Regions from separate parts of the Sus scrofa genome. Here region 1 is linked to region 2. A link is a contact called in public Hi-C data. All regions are on one chromosome and are shown on one strand. The core of a region is the stretch at or near the end of the contact, and the rest is flanking DNA. Distances in the headings are between cores, read along the strand shown.

Evidence for each region. Hi-C and Micro-C count contacts between places; a contact is called where the count stands out from the background.
Region 1: a Hi-C map of alveolar macrophages shows a contact between it and region 2, with 1.9 times the contacts expected there. A contact is called at or near these places in 1 of 5 promoter capture datasets (liver), 12 of 47 Hi-C or Micro-C datasets (adipocytes, alveolar macrophages, brain and 6 more) and 1 of 2 datasets of targeted methods (skeletal muscle).

Annotation. Positions count from the first base shown.
Region 1 is chr3:96,971,002-96,974,175 of Sscrofa11.1, reverse strand. THADA (thyroid adenoma-associated protein) reads right to left here. Exons shown (of 40, transcript XM_021088406.1): 28 at 2,104-2,195. Among named protein-coding and RNA genes, the nearest start is that of THADA, 100 kb to the right of the region's middle.
Region 2 is chr3:96,920,593-96,923,982 of Sscrofa11.1, reverse strand. It overlaps THADA (thyroid adenoma-associated protein), which reads right to left. Exons shown (of 40, transcript XM_021088406.1): 22 at 2,358-2,459; 23 at 2,303-2,355. Among named protein-coding and RNA genes, the nearest start is that of THADA, 50 kb to the right of the region's middle.

The sequences.
Region 1 (3,174 bases), core at 101-2,600, 50 kb before region 2:
TTAAACAGAGAATAAAAGCATTGTCTATGTAATGAGATATACCAACCTTCAGATTACTGAAATAAAAACTCTTACCAAAGATGCTCATCACATTAAAAAATTAACTTCTTAATGCCTTCATTTCACTTTTTAGCTTTTACTCAAAACAATTACGTGACTATTCCATTTCCCTCTTTCTAGGAAAGCTATATATTTTGTAACCTTCCTTATTTGAGAGGAATGAAGTTATAATGGGGTTGCCATAAGCATGCTGTGGCAAAGAGACTAGGACTATGTGCTTTTATGTGCTACTCTTCCACCCTGTTTCAGATGTAACCTATGCAAAATGAATCTGATCATTTTCTCCTGTACATAGTAAAACTTGTATACACATCCAAGAATCATTCTCTTCATAAAAAGTAAAAGAGAAAAAAAGCATTTCTTCATTTTTTGAATTCAGCTTTAAACATCAATTTCACTTGCTTGATAAACCTCATACCGTATTTTATTTACACTACTTATCATGGCCTTACATTATAATATGACCAAACTGTTTTAAACCTTAGCACAACTGAATTATTAACAAAATAAACAAACCTAAAAAGAAACACATATCAGCGATTTCAACCTAGTGACAGGAAGAATTTATTTAGGAATCAGCTAAATAGTAAAAATCATCTTTTTACTAATCATCCTTTCAAAGGAATAATGTGATCGTTATGAAAAATACAACTCAGCTGAAAAAAAAAAAAACTTCTCTAGCCTTTCCTTAATATACTCAAGGGATTCACACATTTATAGCCAACTGCTTTCCATTTAAATATTTATTGAATTTTATAGGGTGATATGTAGCAATTTAAATGACAATTCAGAACTACCAGAAGGTTTCACCAGAATTACTTATAGTGTATTACAAAATTATTTCATGATATTTTCTAATTCCTAAGACCTAGTTCCATCATAAGAATATATATATATATATATATATATGCTTTTTAGGGCTGCAAATGTGGCGCATGGAAGATCCCAGGGTAGGGGTTGAATCAGAGCTGCGACTGCTGGCTTACACCACAGCCACAGCCATGCCAGATCCAAGCTGCGTCTGTGACCTCCACCACAGCTCATGGCAATGCCAGATCCTTAACCCACTAAGTGAGGCCAAGGATCAAACCAGCATCTTCATGGTTATCGGTTGGATTCATTACTGCTGAACCACAACAGGAACTGCCAAGAATACATATTTTAATAAACAACAGATTAAAACTGAAATTAAAAGTGCGATCATCCACTTTTTTAGGTAGGAGAGGAATGGAGCTTGATTTATCTCTAGTTCATCCAGAGGAAGACCACTGGGCCAAATCAGATCCTGAAGTTAAAAGTAATTAAGCATGCAGCGACAGTGACATCTAGTGTTAACTCATGCAAGCCACTAGACTACCATTAAAACCAGCCTAAGTACTAAAGAAACTATTCAAAGCTTCTCTTTAAAAACCACCAAACAGAACTTATGCATTGTATCTAAAAATTCCTCATAATCAAAGTGTTTCAGTAAGTTTTTTTCCAGACATTTAAAAAAAAAAACCTTAACAGAAAAACCTCTTAGGGAACAAACACAACAAAGACCTAAAAGTAAACAAGCACTGTTTATCCCGTGTGGCCAACATTTGCAACTGCTCACCTTGGTGAGAGCTTAATGCAATGTAATCTGGGGCGTGTTCTGATGAGCACATCATAAACATTTAAACTTCCAGTTACTATAAAAGCAACAATATGGCACGAGCCAGTACTTGATGACATATCAAGAAAAAGCAATTTAAGACATCTCGGGAATACTCGAAGAAGATGCAAATCAACAAAACTTTAGCTGTTGCACTGGGAAACGAGCTCTACATTTCAAGTCCTTGCTACCTTGCTATATTTTTGTTGCTCTGAAAGGTCCACTTATTTAAACAGTAGATATTTTTACCCAAGGGTTTAGAACTTGGCAGCATAGATTAATTTACTATAGTGTTTTTATAGTTATATACTCTAGAGGAATCTATAAAAGTAAGTGAAATTCCAAAAATTATTTTTGGCCACGACAATATTTTGTAAAAAGGGAAGTTAGCATTAGATGAAGCTTACCTATTTTTTTTGGAAAGTTCATCCTTTCCCTTTTTAACTCCAAATATCCTTGTGATCAAGGTACTGAAGAGAAGCGTGGATGAATTTCTCACCTAATGTAAAAATGTATATACAATAAAGGTTAAGACATATTCATGGCATAACACCAACATTTACAATGTTAAAACTAGATATTCAAAATCATTACCCAATTTCCTAGTGGAGGGCTAAAGGAGATATGGTCTCTATTCATAAAATAAGACAATTTTCACTAACTTTGTAGTAATTCCCTCTATGACTTCCTCTCAAACTGAGCTCTATAGTCTAACCACATCCACACAACACAGCTTTTTTCATACTTCTAATATTACCACCAACTGTTTTATTTCTTTGTGCTTATATCATCGAATAACACTTTAAAAAAAAGTTAATTTTTCCACAACATTTCTGATGATGAATAATACCCCAGTAAAAAGCTCAGCTCTCTCCATCTATTTTCTGTAGTCATCTGCCTATGAGAAAATATAAGACCTAACTCAAAGAACCCACATTATTAACATGGCCAGAAAAATATTTAATATCGTATCTAAAATGCTACTACCCGCACAATGCCAGTAACCTAATAATGTAATTTTAAACCCTAAGATTATCTGAGATAACTGGTTCATAAAAATAAGAAGAAAGAACCATCATTAATAAGCATGAATCACATCTATTTCCAAATCAATGTGTCAGGATGCTTTCCTGTATCATAAAAATGTCCTGAATGCATACTGGGCTTCCTCAATTACCTTGCCAAATCAGCGTAGACAGGTATAAACATGTATTGACTTCCCCACAATGTGTAAGGCCCTATACCAGCACCACAGAGAACATCCAGAAATAGAAGACACACACTTACTGCTAACACAGAGCTTATGCCTAATTAGATGGGCATCATATGGTGTGTTAAACAGCAACATAAGAAGAAAGGTAATTAAAAGCAACAATGTAGGATGGAGACCATAGCTTCCCGAAACTACTGCTGAAAGGATCACAAACTCAAATGCCCACAAGGGCCAGTGAGTGAGACAAAAGCAGCAGAGAACTGGG
Region 2 (3,390 bases), core at 148-2,647:
AACTACTTTCTTCTCTGTCATTTATTTTAACTTTTTGTTCATCTTTTTAAAGTTTTCTTGAAGTGTAGTTAATTTACAATGTTGTGATAATTTCTGCTGTACAACAAAGTGATTCAGTTAAACATAAACACATATCCATTCTTTCTCGGATTCTCTTCCATATAGATCATCACCGAATACTGGGTAGAGGTCCCTGTGCAATACAGCCAGTCCCCGTTGGCCAGTTATTTTATATGCCACACTGTGCACATGCTAATCCCAAACCTCCAATGTTGCTATTTCCATCTCTTAAAAGTACTGAGTACATGGGAATGCGTTTAGTTTAAGTGAATTTCATGGAGCAAAATTTTAATGTTTAAAAGCAGGAATTCTCTAATAATATGAATAATGCTAACGTCTTGATGACTTTCATTTCTCATTGACTAAATGCTCCTAAACTGAGGCATTTTTAAAGTAAAATTTAGCATGATCAAGCCTAAAATTTTCCACAGAGGGCATAGTTTCAGTGTCAGAATAGTGCTATCACACACACTCTTAGGCACTCATTCAGTCATGAATTTCCTCTCAAGCATATATATGTGGGGTCACCACAGAAAAGGTGACGTGGAGAGATGATCTCATTAGAATGGAAATGGGCATTTTACAGAAAAACAAGATTTTATTTCTTTCTCTTTTTTTTTTTGGACTTTATAGGGCCGCATGTGTAGCACATGGAAGTTCTCAGGCCAGGGCTCAAGTTGGAGCTGCCGCTGCTGGCTTACACCACAGCCATAGCAACTTGAGATCCGAGCCACACGTGTCCTCATGGATACTAGTCTGGTTCTTTAACTGCTGAGCCACGATGGGAACGCCTATGGATTCTATTTCTTACTCAAGAAAACAGTCATTAGAAGAGTTCTTTGGTTTATAAGAGCCTCCCTTCATTACTGTTGTTGTTTTTACAAATAGCTATTTTATATTAATTTGCATTTAAAAATTAATTCACAATTTTAACATGGATATCCCACATAACTTTGTAAGACTGGGGTGCTCTGTAAAGGTGTCAAGGCAAAATGATTTTTGCAGGACGCTTTCAGGTCTTTCTCAGCTACAGTAAAAGAGAAATCTGTTTCCTTAATTTTTTTTTTTTTTGAACACTAGCCAACAAACCCAGAAAACTGGATATTTTAAGTTGTCCTTGAAAAGTTGAGAAGTCAAGGGGCTCTAGCACATGTTTACTTCACATCAGTGAAGTAATCATTAATCATAGCTGGATTCCTCAGCAAAGATGTTGGCATTGGCACTCTAGCCAGTCACCGGCAATGACTGCAAGTAACTCTAGGTCACTGACGCCTATTTGATTTGGAAGAGAATAAGGAACATAACGATGCTGGCAGTGTCCTGTTCCCTTTCGCCGTCCTCCATCTCAGAGCCTTGCAACATCAGGGGCCCAGCTGTTATCCAGATGCAAGCACATCAGCCACAGAGAGTGTGAGAATAAAAACATTAGCAGTATTTCCACGAAACCAGTCACATGGTTATTATAGAAATAATGAACATTAGCATACTACAATATTTGTGTTGTTCTTAAATGTTGTAACACCCGATGGAAGAAATCATCTTTACTTGGAAAAGGTTAAAAATGAAAGAACATGTTATATATCTTTGCTGGGAAATGGTGGGAAATGGATTTGTTGAAGCCCTATGGAAAGGAAGAGGGAATCAATTGAAAACAGAAATCTAATAAATCTAAAATATTTCTAAATGAAATGCTTGTGGTAGACTAATTTCTTGTAAACACAGCACTCAAGTTGCCTGAAAAGTCCCAGATGGTGAACTAACTTTGTGGTCTTAAAAATAAAAGTCAGCCAAAAAAACCCCAAGCAACTACAACTTTATCATCATCAATGTAGAGGGAAACAAGAAATCCATAATCAACTAACATAGTACTTTTTTTTTTTTTTGCAAAATTTGATGGGCATGTGAAGTTTTACTAAATAGAAGGTCTCATTTCAATTTAAAGTTTGTGTGTGTTAAATGGAGAAATAAAAATTTCAAATGATCAGATTGAGGTTAAAAGTGAAATAAAAATCTACCATTATTTAACATAACTTAGAAAAAGTACAATGTTTCTAAAAAGGCCACAGTTTTGAAATGTACTGCAAGGTCTAATTTCTACACTTTAGAGAACTTTCTTCGGTTGACATCTGTAAGATTTTATTCAAGAAGAAATTTTTAAAAGTTTTTCAGGTGGGTGATAAATAAGTTTGTGATTTATGCCTTGACCAGAAATTAAACCAGGTGGAATAAACATCTACCCTACCTGCTCCACTGTCAATAATCCATCAGGAGATTGTGGCACAGACCGCATGGGAGCAGCTGGCACAGGGAGCCTAAGAGTAAAGCGACTTCCTTCATGCTTCGCCAACAACATACCAGCACCATTTGAGCAGTTACATCACATGTTTTTCCTTCTTTACCTTAAAAAAAAAAAAAAAAAAAAAAAAAACTATTGCAACATTCGCCACTTGATTACTCACATCCCAGGTTTCTCAGAACAAGCTTATTCATAATTTCCCCAAGAATAATCAACTTGAACAAACCAATTTGTCATATGCTATATTTATTCAGGAAAAAATAACAAACATTTGTTGGGCATGTGCTATGAGTAGGAATCACGCTAAGTATTTTTTTAATGTACTATTTTCAAAGTAAATTTAAAAATAGAACACAACACTATCCCTCAAACCGAAGTCTAACCTTTGGAAATTAATGCAATAAACTCTTTCTGTCCCTCAATCATCTGTAAAATATGACTCTAATAAATATATTTCATTATTTGTTTTGGTGATGGGGGCTGGCTGCCATATCAGTAAAAGAACAGGATAGGACTTTCAAAATATTATTTAAATTCCATGGTCAATAAGCTATAATAATCCTTATTCTCTTTTTCTAGCTTTAGTAGTATTTTAGTGCTGATATTAAAAAAAAAAAAAAAAAAAAAAAAAAAAAAAAAAAATAAGCCATTAAATCTAAAAGTCAAGGAGTTTCTGTTTTGGCTCAGTGGTAACGAACCCGACTAGAATTCAGGAGGTCACAGGTTCAATCCCTGGTCTCGCTCAGTTCGTTAAGGATCCGGCACTGCCATGAGCTGTGGTGTAGGTCACAGACATGGCTCAGATCCAGCATTGCTGTGGCTGTGGCAAAGGCCGGCAGCTACAGCTCCAATTCGACCCCAGCCTGGGAACTTCCGTGTGCCGCAGGTGTGGCCCTAAAAAAAATAAAAATAAAAGTGAAGTTAACAAAACAATCTTTATAACATGATCCCATTGATCTTTTAAAAGCCCACTAAACTCAAAGGATAAATGTCCATACACTTAAATACGTAAAATAGGTCTAAAATGATATACA